Regions from separate parts of the Mus musculus genome. Here region 2 is linked to region 1. A link is a contact called in public promoter capture Hi-C data. All regions are on one chromosome and are shown on one strand. The core of a region is the stretch at or near the end of the contact, and the rest is flanking DNA. Distances in the headings are between cores, read along the strand shown.

Region 1 (6,723 bases), core at 1,369-3,868:
CTTTTCAAATTTTTTTTAGTAACAGAATCCCCATTTTTATGTGTGCCTAGTAAAATTTTCTTAAAATGGCCTTTCTTGGGTTCTTGTAGTAACTGTATAGTAAGGGTTAGGATTAGCATTTTGTGATAATATACGTATATGTATATAAACACACACACATATATACATACACATTCTTAAAAAGTTTTCCTTTCTTCCCTTCTTCAGTTTTTCAGCTTGGAGCTAGGTATTAATTAGGATTACAGCATTAATTCTAAGAGCCCAGGACAATGAAAATGAGGGCCATATACCAGTCATCTTAGGGCAGGACGTGCCTAGGAACATTGGAGTCACACCAATCCTGGGCTGCTTATTTCATAAAAGTGGTACTCCAGTATCTTTTTAATGCTGTTGTTTATTGGAATTTTCTGTAGTGAATATTTTCCTATATTCCAGATTGCTTTTGTTGTTCACTAATTCATTTAAATATATTCAAGGGAACATGCACAGAAAGAAGAGAAAGACATAATTATTTTCCTTAGGAAATAGTTTATTTTAAGACAGGCAAGATGGCTCCGAGTAACAATGCTTGCCTCTGGCAACCTGAGTTCAATCTTTGGAATCCACACAAAGGTGGATGTAGAGAACCAACTCTACAAGGTGACATTGTCCTCTGCCCTCCACTCTTGTACTAAGTATAAGCGTTCCCACCTCTCTGGTCCCACCAACACATAATATACCTGACACCCACATAGTATACATGCCTGCAAAACACCCTTACACATAAAATAATAGTAATAATAATAATAAATGTTTAAAAAATAGCTTAACTCAAAGTACTATAAAACAACCATATATCATTGTGAACATATACACACAAAAGTCTAATCTTGCCTACATTTCCAAAAATTTTAAATCACTAAGCACCTGTCATCCTCCCTCAAACTCAAACTCCATTGGTTGGCTTAAAAAAAAAATCTGGCTAAGGGAAAAGATTTTTCACATGATATACCTATTCCTGTCCCAACTCTATTGTTCATAAGACACTTGTTTCCTATGTCAGCATTTCAAAGTTTGGTTTTTCTTTTTCATTTTGTTTCGTTTTCCTTCCTAAATTATCCTTCCATTCTTTCCACCTAAGCAGTTCTTGTAGTAATATTTAGGTGAAATAATAACAGCACAAATGTTATAAAATATTCATTTAAACTTGTATGCAAAACACTGTATTGAAGTGTTGGAGCCGAAAGTACAAGATCCTTGTTCTTACATGATTAGGCTAGTAGTGTTCAGGAAGTCACATGAGTAAACACACAACTACAAAAAGTAGTAAGTGCCTCGAAGGCAAAAGCAGGATTGGGCAGAAAAAGTAAGGAGCTAACTAAAGGGTGTCACTATCCAATGTTCAAAAAGCACTGACCTAAAACCTAGACCTGTTAAAAAGCTAGCATGGTTAAAGGAGAGAAATGACTCCAGATAGAGACACTTCACAGTATCTGGACAGGAACGTAGAGGAGCCCTTGCTCAAGGACAAGGTAGGGTTTTGAGAATGGACAGAATTGGGAGTCCTGCTTGGGGAAATAAAGAGAGACAAACTGCCTCATAATCCATGTTAAGGTGTTTGGGCTTTGTTCTGAAAATAAAAGATTTTTAAATAGTTCCACAGTCAGAATTGAGATTAACGCGTGAGCGAACGAACACACACACACACACAACCCTAAGACATTTATGAAAAAGTTCCTAGAACAGTCTTTAAAACAGTAAATATTATCTCTTTACCAAACTTTAATATTATAAAATCTTGTTATTATTCACGTTAGTGGCAAAACTTTACTATATTGTCTCGAGTATGGCTTCATATCCAGCTAGCTTAAGCAACTTCCCCTGAGTTTGAAAATTCATTACTAGACGAGTCAGGGTTGAAAGCTTAAGTGTTTATGATTCTGAGAGCTCCTTCCCACACCTGCTCAATCAATATTAGGAATTCCAACTTCACACAGCAGCTATGAGGTCAAAAAAAGCATCCAAACACAGAAATACAGACAAGCACTAGTTTGTATCATCTCTGACAGTCAGGAATCAACGGTGTTCCTTTTTTTTTTTTTTTTTTTAACACGCCATACTAACACCAATTCACTCTTTAGGGAGGAAATGCAGTGAAGATCGTCCGTTCTAAGTGCACAAACCCACAATCTCACTCCCGCCCGTGGGCGTGCTTGAGATCAACCCTCCCACTCGGCCGGAGTAGCCGTCCAGCTTGCTCGCGGGCTCTCCGCTGCTACCTTTCCTCTTCTTGGCAAGGGTTGCCTCCACCGGTAAAGGCCCGACCCAGCGCTCTTCATTCTCATCATCATTTTCTTCGCTCCCCGCCACTGCCAGGGCCGGTTCTCGCTCGCTCAGTTCCGTTTTTTCTGATCCCTCTGGGTCTCGGCGCCTTCTCCTCCTCAGCTGCGAATCGCTCCCACTCTCGGTCGCCATGTCGTCCGAGGCGTTAGAAGAGACGCGACGACCGAGTGAACTAGGTTTCCCCGAGCCGCGGCGCAGCTTTTGTCCGTCAGCTGCCGGAAGCGCTTTTTGATTGGCTGCGGTGGGCGCAGCTGGTCCAATCAGCGAGCAGCGCGCGTAAACAGCGCGGCTTGGCTGTGTTGACGAGAGCGCTGAGGAGGCCGGAGGACTGAAGTGAGTTGAAACCGGCTCTGACTGGCAAAGGCCCCAGTTTTCTGTCAAGGAGGATGGCAGCTCGCGGGTTTGGGGGACCCAGGTACCCCCTAGATCGGACGCTTACGCCTTACGAACTGGAGGTCTCGCGCTTCTCGGCCTCTCGGGCCAATGCTGTTCTAGAACCTACCTGTTTTTTCCCGAAAAAGCCGAGGGGCGGGGTTGGAAGGAACTTTTTGTTAAAAAGAATGAAGTAGATTTCTATCAGCTAAACTATATATTGAAATTACTGTAATTTATAAGGTGGCCTCCCATTTAGAATATTCTTTTTGACTTGGAATGTGTATGTATGTGACGCGAGAAATTCACGAAGGGCCTGCGTGTTACGTTCCCGCGTCTCCACCTGCCTGCTCTATGTTTGACGATTAGCATATAGTCTATGAGCCTTTGCTATTTCTGGATCTTTATATTTCTGTATAGGTCTAGAATTTCCTCATCAAGTGCGACAGAGTTTTTGTCGCCTTTAAGATGTTAATTAAGATAAAAGAGGACAATTTGGGGGGAGTTGACATCTTCGCGTTATTGACACCTTTAACCTAGGAGCATGCTACCGTGTTCTGTCTATTCCAACAACAAAGCTGCATCCTGTACCACTTCTCCGTTGGTAATTTACAGGTTAAGCAATTTAAGACTTAAAAATTCCTTATGAGTAAAAAAATACATTGGGGCGGTGTTTATTCTGATTTACATCTGATGTTGTAAACTACAGGTCCTCTCTACATCCTTAAAATTACCTAACTGTACCTCATGATACACTATCATCTTTACAACAGCCATCTAGTAACCTTGCCCTGGATGACTATATTCATTAATATGCTATCTTTTGTTGTTTTAATTGGGCCACTAGTTAGTAATTTAAAGTGGGCTACTATCCAAAGTTGCTTTATATTCTTTGAGTTTTCTTAAAGACAAAAACAAAAAACAAAAAAAACCAACATTCTGTAACCTTTCCCCCTCTCCTCTTAAAATTTTGTTTGTAAACCTTATAGCCTTTATGTGATAAGCTATTTCTCTGAACCCTGACCCCTTCTGAGATAGGATTTTTCTTTTATGTCCTGACTGTCCTTGAAAGGACAGAGATTCGAATGCCTCTGCTTCTGCTTCCCAAGTGCTGGGATTAAAGGCAGGGGTCACACCACCTGGCTGTATCTGCTCTTAAAATTCAAATTCCTTGATACTTCCTCACAGTGGATCACCTTAGGTTCCATTTCACTTAGTTGGAAGAAGTAATTCAAACACACCTTCCACAAGCTCTTACCAATACATCTCCTCACCTACCTGAATTTTGCACTCTTGTTTTTCTACTGACTCTCCTGTTACAATGGAACTTTTTAAAATTTAAATCCATTCTTCATTAGGTGGACACTTAGTTGATTACATATCTGGGCTATTGTGAATGGTGCTATAGTAAACAAGATTGTAAACATCTTTTTAACATGCTAGTTTCCTTTGGATATATATCTAATAGTGGAATTACTGGATCCTGTGGTAGTTCTGTTTCTAATTTTTGCTAACATCCATACTCTTTTTTTTTTTTTAATAATGGCTATATGAAAATATTCCCTCCAACAGGTGCGTGTTCATGTTTCTCTTTTGATAAAAAGGACTTTTTGTTTTTTTAGTCACTCCTACATTCAGCAGATAGTTGTTTAATGCATGTGTCTTTTTTTTTTTTTTTTAACGTTAGTAGTTGCAGTAAGGTGAAGAAAACTATAAAGGATATGTCAGAGAATAAACAAGAAGTACATCCAGATACTATTACAGATGTGGAAGCTGTTATAGATACAGAGGAAGAACTTATTAAAGAATGTGAAGAAATGTGGAAAGACATGGAAGATGTAAGTTTCAACAGATAAAAGTGATATATTAATATAATTTTACATAATTGACTTAGGAAAGAAACCGTGTTAGTTTCCGCATAACTATTTTTTTTATAAATTATTTGTATAGATTTTATACCTAAAAGCATTCTTTTAAAAATTTTTATACTTGATAAGCTATAGAAAGAGAAAAAAAATAATGGTAGTTTTGGTTCTCAGGGAGATTTTTTTTGCTTATAGAGGTCATTCATAATATTGTATATAATGCACCATTAAGGGTATTATGGTAGAATGCAAAAAACTATACTTAGGAGAAATGTGTAAGGCATTATGAAGGAGTCAAGGTTACCTTTCTACAAGAAGTAAATGGATAATTAAGAGCCTGTGAAATTAGGACAAGACAAAAATGGAAAAGTCCGAATGTATAGTTTAAAGAGGTTAGAGAAATCTTGGTAAGATTTTATGGAAAAATATATACTAGGAAAAGGAAATCTTGTGAACTGAGACTGTAGAGAATTAGCTTGGAATAAGAACATGGATTTTGTGGAGTGGGTTCAATGGGAGATCATTAAAAGGTTGAAATTCACTGTGAAATGATTGGCTACATGAAAACAACCATTTTGTTGTGTTTTAAGACAAGAGTACAGAAACAGGATGCTTTAAGAGAATCTCGTAGTCATCCTGGTAAGGCCTGATGAAGGCCTGAATGCTGTCATTGCAAGAGTGAATTCAATAGATTCTAAGAAGGTTGGAACTAAAGGACACAAAAGTTAATAAATGCCAGATTAGAGGAAATCATGAATCATTTTAGTACCTGTTTGGGACAGTAGATGTTGACTGAATTAGTATCCAAATTAGAGAATATAGCTGTAGAAATAATACATAATTAAGAGTTATGAGTGAAACAAATATAGAAATTAAAATGTTGACCTTGAAATTATGAACTTTTTTTTTTTTAGTGAGATAGAGGCACTTGATACACTATGCTATTTTGGTAAATTTTTTTTCTTTAACATATGATATAAATCACAGACACAAGTAATATCCTACTTCAGTAAAGCAAGAGGGGTGAATGAATTTTTTATGAATATAGAGAGCATCCTGCTCTTTTCACTAAACTTTATGAGTATGAACAATGAATAACATATTTTACAAAATTATTTTGTCAAAAATCCTTGGTGCTTTATGCCACTACTATATTTACTAAATAATTCTTATAATTCTTTTTTTGTTGTTTTCCACTATAGAAAATTGCATTTTACAAAATATCTTTAAATTTTACAGAAAATTACTACAATAAGATATGAGGACAGATAAGACTTAAGCTCCTCATATTTTAACGTATCAGACAACCATTAACATTGTTTGGTATTAAAGTCAGGCAAATAATATTTCTTTGAGGCATATCATGTTAACTACTTATTTGTTTTGTTATTATTCTATAGTACTTTTTTCATGTGTTTGCTTACCTCCCATTATGTGGCTTAGAATTCATGCAAGCTAGTGGGTGTTCTAATAATCACTGTTTTAGAGAGAGAGGGGAATGCAACCAAAGTTTCTGTAGGTGCTCTACTACTTAGCTACATATACAACTCTTCCCTTTTCCTTTTGATATACTCACTTTGGAACCAGTTTGACTGCCATCTTCATCTTATGTAAAAATTTAAATAAATTCTGTAAGGCATGTTTATATGTTTTTAGAAAGGATGTTGTATTGGTCTTGTTTACAAAAGGGAGAAGGGAATTGTCTATAGTTTGTAAGTATATCACTTGTTTTTCTTTATTTTTAAATCAAGTGTCAGAATAAATTATCACTTATTGGAACTGAGACACTCACGAATGCAGATGCTCAGGTATGAACTTTTTATATTCCACTCTAGAAAATAGGTAAGCAGAATTCATTCTTTTTGTACAAAAAGTTTATGTGTTTATATTAACTCCAATAGAGCCTTGTTAATATTTATATTCTTTTTAAATTAATTAGCATGGGTGTGTGTGTGTTTGTGTGTGTGTGTGTGTGTGTGTGTGTGTGTGTGTGTGTGAGAGAGAGAGAGAGAGAGAGAAGTCCTATTGTGTTAAGAGTTCACAAGTGATCTTTTGTAAGTTTGATGATTCTTAAAGCAGATGCGTAGGACTCTATGTAGTCTACTTGTGGCTGAGATTTATGGTAGTGAAAGGATGCATTGTCAAATCAGCAAGGGAAAAAGGT
Region 2 (6,723 bases), core at 2,700-5,199, 3.8 Mb after region 1:
AATTAGAAGTGTGCCACGCCCAGTCTAGCTTATTCTCTGCTTGTGATTTAGATGTGAGCTTTCAGCTACTTCTCCAGGTCCCTGCTATGCTGATGGTGGAGTAACCCTCTCACCCAGCAAGCAAGCTCCCCATCGACTGCTTCCTTTTGTAAGCTTCCTTGGTCTCGGTTTCTCTCCACATCAATAGAACAACAACTGAAATCCCTTGTTTCAAACAAACTAACAAAGACATTAAATGACAAAGGGCAAAAGGATGTAGGTCACACACAGGACAGGACTAGGCACTTGGGTGGCATGTGCCACACACCTGGGTTCAGCCCAGTACTGCAACAATGATACAGTGATGTTCATACTTTTGAGGCAACTAATCCTGGGGTTTACATTCTAAAAAACTGTCTAGGTTACTGTCTAGGAGAGACAAGAAGCCAGTAAACCCAGACTGAAGAGCCGTGCAAGCAGAGCAGTGGTGGCTGTGGAGGACTCGGGTGGGAAGGCAGCAATTGTTTGCCAGCCCCCTTCATAGGCATTAGCTCTGCAAAGGCATAAAAGCAAACTCCCAAGAAGTCATCAACAAAAACAAAAGCCATCTCTGTGTGTGTGTGTGTGTGTGTGTGTGTCTGACCTTCCATGAGTCGGGCTCTGGGGATGGAATTCAGCCTTGATTGCCAGCGTCTTTACCCTCTGTCTCTTTAGCCCCAGAAATGATAATCTTGCATTACTCCCTGTTGAGTTTCTTACTCTTTTGAGTACTAATTGTTTTTCCTAAGCTCCTACACCGATGAGTCTGTGAGTGTAAGACACATGCCTTTAATTTAAGCAGACGTTTCTTAGTAGTATTAGCTAATATTGATACTTTCAGTACTGCCCAATAATACCAAATGTTGGTTAAAAATAACAACTGAAATAACACTGTCTGGCCTGATAGGCCCTAATGAGTTTTCTAGAAAGAGTCTGATAGACACTTCATAGATAAAAGAAGCTGAAGAGAAACTCCCGAAGTGTAATCTACCAGAAGAGGAGGCTATAGTGGGATGAATCACTGATGGGTCGATAAATGGAGAAGTGAGAGCTCTGCACAGAGGCAGGTTATGCACGTTCACACAAGCAGCCAACCAGCACGGCTGGAAACGCCTTCCCCAGCACGCTAGCTCTGAGACATGCTGCCACCACCTGGACACTAGGCAAGTCGGGGATTTTAGTTTTTGTCAGCAGTGACAGACTCTAAAAACATAACTCCACTTTGGGGGCCGGGGGTGAGGGGGAGGGGAGAAAAGAGAAAACATTTCTGCCAAGACTGGAGTGAGCAGAGATTTTGATAAAATAAGTTTAGAATCCTGCTTTACTTTTTAAGTCTTCTGTTGTTAAACTGGAAAACCTGTATAAGAACATGAACTTTTGATGGGTGATTTAGTTCGGGATTAGTGACAGTATTTGAGAGGCACTGACTTCAGTACTGGGTACACAGAAAGTACTCAACTGATATTTAAATAAGGTTATGAAATAAAATTCAGGGATAAAACCCAATTCCATCAAAAGAAGTTACATATGTACAGGGTTACTGGAGGGAAGGAAATAAGGCCAAGTACAGGTGAGAGACCTTTCAGCATCTTTTAATCAGAGCAAATAACATTATTACAACAACAGAATCTTATTCAGGGTACATGCCTTTCATTGACACATGGTTAGAGTGAGACTTAACTTTGTACTTACAAACATTAAAAAAAAAAAAGACTTTAGAAACTAAGGAATGACAAGTCTACCAGGAATTACCTTACAAGAGAAAAGCAAACGAACAATTTTTTAAAGGCTTTGTGCAATAACAAATATTGTGCAGCTGTTCCTTGGCTTCAGAGCTGCTATGTGGGCTGCTTTAATCCTGCACACACAGCTTTTCCTAGTCTGCTCTCCATGGGAACTACCTTAACACCCTACCTCTTCTCTGAGACAGGGTCTCAAGTAGCCCAGAATGGTTCAAACTCACTGTACGCCTACCAAGGTTGTTCATCTTCCTGTCTTCACCTCTCAAGTCTCGGGGTTACACCTGGCTAAAATCTGCTTCTTAAGAACAAGGCAGAACGTATTAGTTGTTATCTCATAATGCATTTGGGACATTTGGGAGAATAAAATCCAAGTTAAGACAACGGTGGTGGTGACCGCCCACCATCCCATTACTTAAGAGAGTGGACCACAATGACCCAGAGCTCAGGTAGAGTCTGGGCTACATAGCAAGAGTCTTTCAAACAAACCCGTGACTACTCCCTCTCCCAGAAAGGATAAAGAGCTAGGGGACTGGCCAGATACACTAATTTACTGATCTGAAGGGGCCCGAATGATCAGAGGTCAACTAGAATGCCCTCTAGATATACGGGAGGAAAAGGCTCAGAGAGAATGAGTGCTGTAGGGGCATCAGTACAGAGACTAGAAAGCTGACCTCGCCATGGAACAGTCAGCCCATGGTTTGGGAGCCTATCTTACTTATCATCTTTGGTTAAGGTAATGCAGGCCCCAGTAAGGCTGTCCTCCATGGCAACCTCTATGCTGTTCTTGGGCTTGCACAGGCCTGCCTAATACACCAGAAGAGAGAGCCCTAAAATCTGAGTGTGAAGGCTAGGTCTCCAATAGCCAAAGAAGCTTGCTGCTTTCTTTCTCTCCGTTGTAAGTGTGTGTACTGTGCACGATTAGGCTGGTGCACCCCCTCCTCAGTTCCTTCCTTACGGTACTGCTTCCTTTTATTCCCAAGACTTGCGGGGACCCTGGGTCCTTTAGAGATAAAACAGAGCAACACACTGGGAGGCAGAACTTGTGAGGAACCATCTACTGAAGTGAACATGTCACGGATACAAGCCGGTTATGGATACAAGCCGGTTATGGGTACGCTTGTTTGTACAGGTTTTAAGCAATCCTTCAGGCTTTCACACAAGAATAAGAAAACCACGGCTGCCATTACAATATGCAGCCATTAGCATATACCCGGGTAGCAGTATTTTAGATCCTTAGATTAGCTGCCAAAGTCTGCTCCTTGGTAAATAATGGTTACTGTTGTTATACTCTAACTACTCATACATGTCTCGGCTTGCTCCTCAAAGGGAACGCTCACAGTCTCTCAGGAATAAAAACTTGCTTTATTTGGCACACAACAGCGAGGAGGTCTTGCAACATTCGCCAGAGGCAGTCAAACAGAGCAAGTAGTTCAGGCAAGCAATCACAAAATTTGAGCACCAACCAAACCAGAGCTAATCTTTCCGTCCCTGTAGATTAGGAGACCCATTTAACGCACCCCTTTCTGCTTGTTGACTTTTTGAAGTCCTTTATTTATGTATTGCGATCTCTATGCCCTGACAGTTTAATTATTGACAGTTTACTTTGGGGCAAGTATCGACCATTCCTTTGTGAAGTAAGTTAGGCTCTTAAATGAAAAACAAACAACGGAACCTCTTTCCCACAGCGTGGCAGCATTTCCCCCTGCTACCAAGGTTCACTGGACACATCCCAGCCGGGCTGCTGCTTGGCCAAATCTTTAAATATTTAACTATTGTTCAACTCTACAGCATGAGTGAGGGGCGAGTTAGGGAACACGCCAGTCCTTCCACGGCCTCGAGAAGGCTCTAAGGAGACTGCGGGGTCCCCCTCGTGTCTAGCTGCGGCTCTCTGGGCTGAGAGTCCCCTGGACGAACTCCTCACCCACTCCGTCTCCTCGCCGGCGTCCCACGCAGGACGCGAGGCCACGATGCCCCACCTGCAGCGCACACGAAGCGGCGCGCGGCAGCATCCCCGACCGCGGACACGAAGCCTCCGCGCCTCGCCTCGCCTCGCCGCGCCGCCCCTCCCCGCCCTCCCGCTATGGCTCTAGACATTGCGCCGCCGGAAACCCGCCCGCCACTTCCTCATCCCGCCCCGCCCCGCCCCGCCTTCGGGCGGGACCTGAGCGGAGCGGCTTCCGCTTTCCACTTTCCTGCCTGGCGGTGAGTGGGAATGGGAGCGGGGATCCCCTAGGGCTGCGGTGGCTTGCTGTAGCCTAAGCTGAGCGTGTGGCCGGGCTCTCCCGGCTCTCTGAGCTCCTGACCGCGGGTCCTGCCCGGCTTCGCTCGGCGGGGCGGCGTCCTTAGCCGGTGAGGCCGACTGATGGCCGTGGACATGGCCCGGGGCAAGGAGAATGCTAAGCGGGGAAAGTTAGGAGAGAAGCTGTAAGTCTAGAGACGCCTGGTGCAGCTCCGGGTCCCCTAGGCTTTGTGAGGTGAAGGAATGTGCCTGAAAGTAAGGCGAGGATGTTTTGGTGCGAGACTGAGGTGCTCTCGAGATGTGTGGCCTGTGGACCGTAACTTTGCCATAGCCTAGTCATCAAGTCGCGCTAGTCTTATTTGCAAAGTTGGGCGGATTTCGCAGACTTGTATTTAGTTCGTTACTGGACTCGAGAAAGATCGATCTTTCTTGGACCTTCCTGCAAACTGGTTACAACTGGGCGAGGGCGTAGCGACAAGGGACTGGATGGTTAACGTCTCCAGAAAGTTTAATGTGCTGAAAGTAGGGGCATGGTTTCTGATACAAATACGGAGATAGCATGGGGACATGGAAGTTAAATCCAGTGATAGTTTTCTTGATGTGACGGGTTGTGGGTACCATAATTATTTTGGTAATTCTTTATTTTCTTGTAAGGTACATTAATTGAACTACAGACCACAAAACCTTTAAAGAGCAAAGCATAGTGTTTGACTTTGTAACGATGTACCCAATCCAACGAATAAATGAGGATTCTTAAGTACAAGCAGTTTAAATTCTTGGTTGGTCAGCGGTGGAGCATCTGTCTACTGTGCTCTACTAGGCTTTGGGTTGGATCCCCAACAGTAGACGCAAAGATTAAAAATCTTTATGGGTATGGTACCTGTAACATGTCAGCCAGCCAGCTTGATTTTTTTTATGTTAGTGAAAGTCATTATTATTCAGACAAAACTTTAGTACTCAAATAATTTACGTAGAATACTTGGCTTCTACGAATTAGAACTCTTATTTTGGGACATTTGCAGTTGTAATTTAGGGAGAAATAGGTGTTAAGAGGCTATACTATTATAGAAAGATGTTTTTACTTGTTTGTGTTTAGAGGAGAATTTAGAGGTTTTTTTTTTTTTTTTTTTTTTTTTTCCATTTCTAATCTTACTGTAAAGGTATCTTTTATTCTCCTGTTGTAATTGTCATCTTTGAGGCTTACTGCTCAGTCTGCTAACCCAGGCCTAGTCCCGGAAGCTTCTAGCCTCCACACAATCTTATCTAGGCCTAGAGTGTTTTCAGCTTCTGAGACTTATTGCTGAAAAGCGCATCCTTTCTTGTTCTTCCTGTGTGCTGGCTAACTCACTTACTCAGCTAGCTGTTCTAGCTCAAACTCCTCGCCAAGTTGACTGATTCAATCTGGCTTCTCTTTCTCCTCTTCTGAATTGCTCTGCTTGACCTCAGACTCTAGCAATGTGTTCTGCTCTTCTGGCTTCTCATCCTCTGGCTCATTGTCTTCACCTGTGTCTAGCTTGTTCTCTCTCTCCAGCCTGTCTCTGTAAAACTCTCCTGGTAAAACTGCCTTCTCCTTTCTTCTTTCTCTGTGCTGCTCTCTTAACTAGCCTCTTTTTCCTCTTTCCTCTTTTGAGGGCTGGGCATATCCTGTATCAAATCTTTCTCTGATTCATCACTTTGACATCACTTTCAAATATGGTGCTTCCTTCTACAAACTAACTTTACCTTGTTTGGGATTAAAGGTTGTATACTAAGGGCGTGTCTGCATTCCAGGCAGAGGGACCAAAGGTGTGTGCTAAGGAGCGGGGAGGGCACACTACAGCACAATCTTGGGGTTCACAGTGTGATCAAAATATCCTGCAACTATCTTACAATAGTTATGACTTGATTGTCTTCTTTTCTAGCTCATCCATGTATATGTATATAGAATTTAACCCCCTCCACATCGTATGGTCAGACTGAAGAAGACATAACCAACAATCGTCTGAATTCTGACTGACTCACTGATAGTCCCAGGGGAAAATTAGAGGTCACTACTCTAACATAAGGTAAATGGTTTTTAAAAATCTTAGCTTGAGACTTTAGGTGGCTGTAAATACACACAAACCTTCCCTAAATGCTGGCATTGTAATTCAACCTGTAATTGAAACAGGTTGCTAGAAACAGGAACAATATAGGAAATGCCACTCAAGTCCTCACCATATTTTACCAGGTGATCCTCTGTTACCAACTCAAAAAAGACCAAGATGCACACTTACCGTGTGGACGCATTTCTCTTTTTTTTTTTTTTTTTTTTTTTGGTAGAGCTGTCAAATTTGAAAGCCCATAACTTAGCAATCTTTTTTTCCCCCGGATGTATGAATGTGGATTTTTTTGTTTTTTTTTTTAAGCATCATGGTTTCCTTAACCTATGTTCCAAAAATAAACACCTACTTCTCTTTCTCTGGGAGGACTTTTTATGGTCTGGCCGAGATGTCAGACAAGGAGTCTGATTTGTACTTTGGTTAATTAGCACTTAGCAGTACTGATGGTGTGTCAGCAACGGCCGGCTTCAGCCCTTTCCTGAATTGAGCCGGTGGAAGTCAAGCTCTTTGTTTGTCTGCTCCTGCACGGTTTGTCCTGAGAATTAGAGGCATGGAGGATGCCCATAGGACACAGTTCAAGTGGGCCTTACCTTCTATAAATTGGTCTTTACTTTCTAGAAATGATCTGTGTTGTTCGATTTGA

Evidence for each region. Promoter capture Hi-C pulls out the DNA fragments that hold promoters and counts their contacts.
Region 2: a contact with region 1 is called in a promoter capture Hi-C map of pre-B cells. The contact joins the promoter of Smim15 here to the promoter of Cenpk in region 1. A contact is called at or near these places in 1 of 39 promoter capture datasets (pre-B cells) and 1 of 484 Hi-C or Micro-C datasets (CD4 T cells).

The regions. Positions count from the first base shown.
Region 1 is chr13:104,226,348-104,233,070 of GRCm38.p6, forward strand. Cenpk (centromere protein K) reads left to right here and starts at 2,619. Exons shown (of 10, transcript NM_001377093.1): 1 at 2,619-2,655; 2 at 4,382-4,532; 3 at 6,311-6,367. The coding sequence starts at 4,416. Ppwd1 (peptidylprolyl isomerase domain and WD repeat containing 1) reads right to left here and starts at 2,497. Exons shown (of 11, transcript NM_172807.4): 1 at 2,259-2,497. The coding sequence starts at 2,454.
Region 2 is chr13:108,040,525-108,047,247 of GRCm38.p6, forward strand. It overlaps Smim15 (small integral membrane protein 15), which reads left to right and starts at 3,950. Exons shown (of 3, transcript NM_001048250.2): 1 at 3,950-3,962; 2 at 5,901-6,044. Gm41055 (a long non-coding RNA gene) reads right to left here and starts at 3,947. Exons shown (of 5, transcript XR_003950673.1): 1 at 3,682-3,947.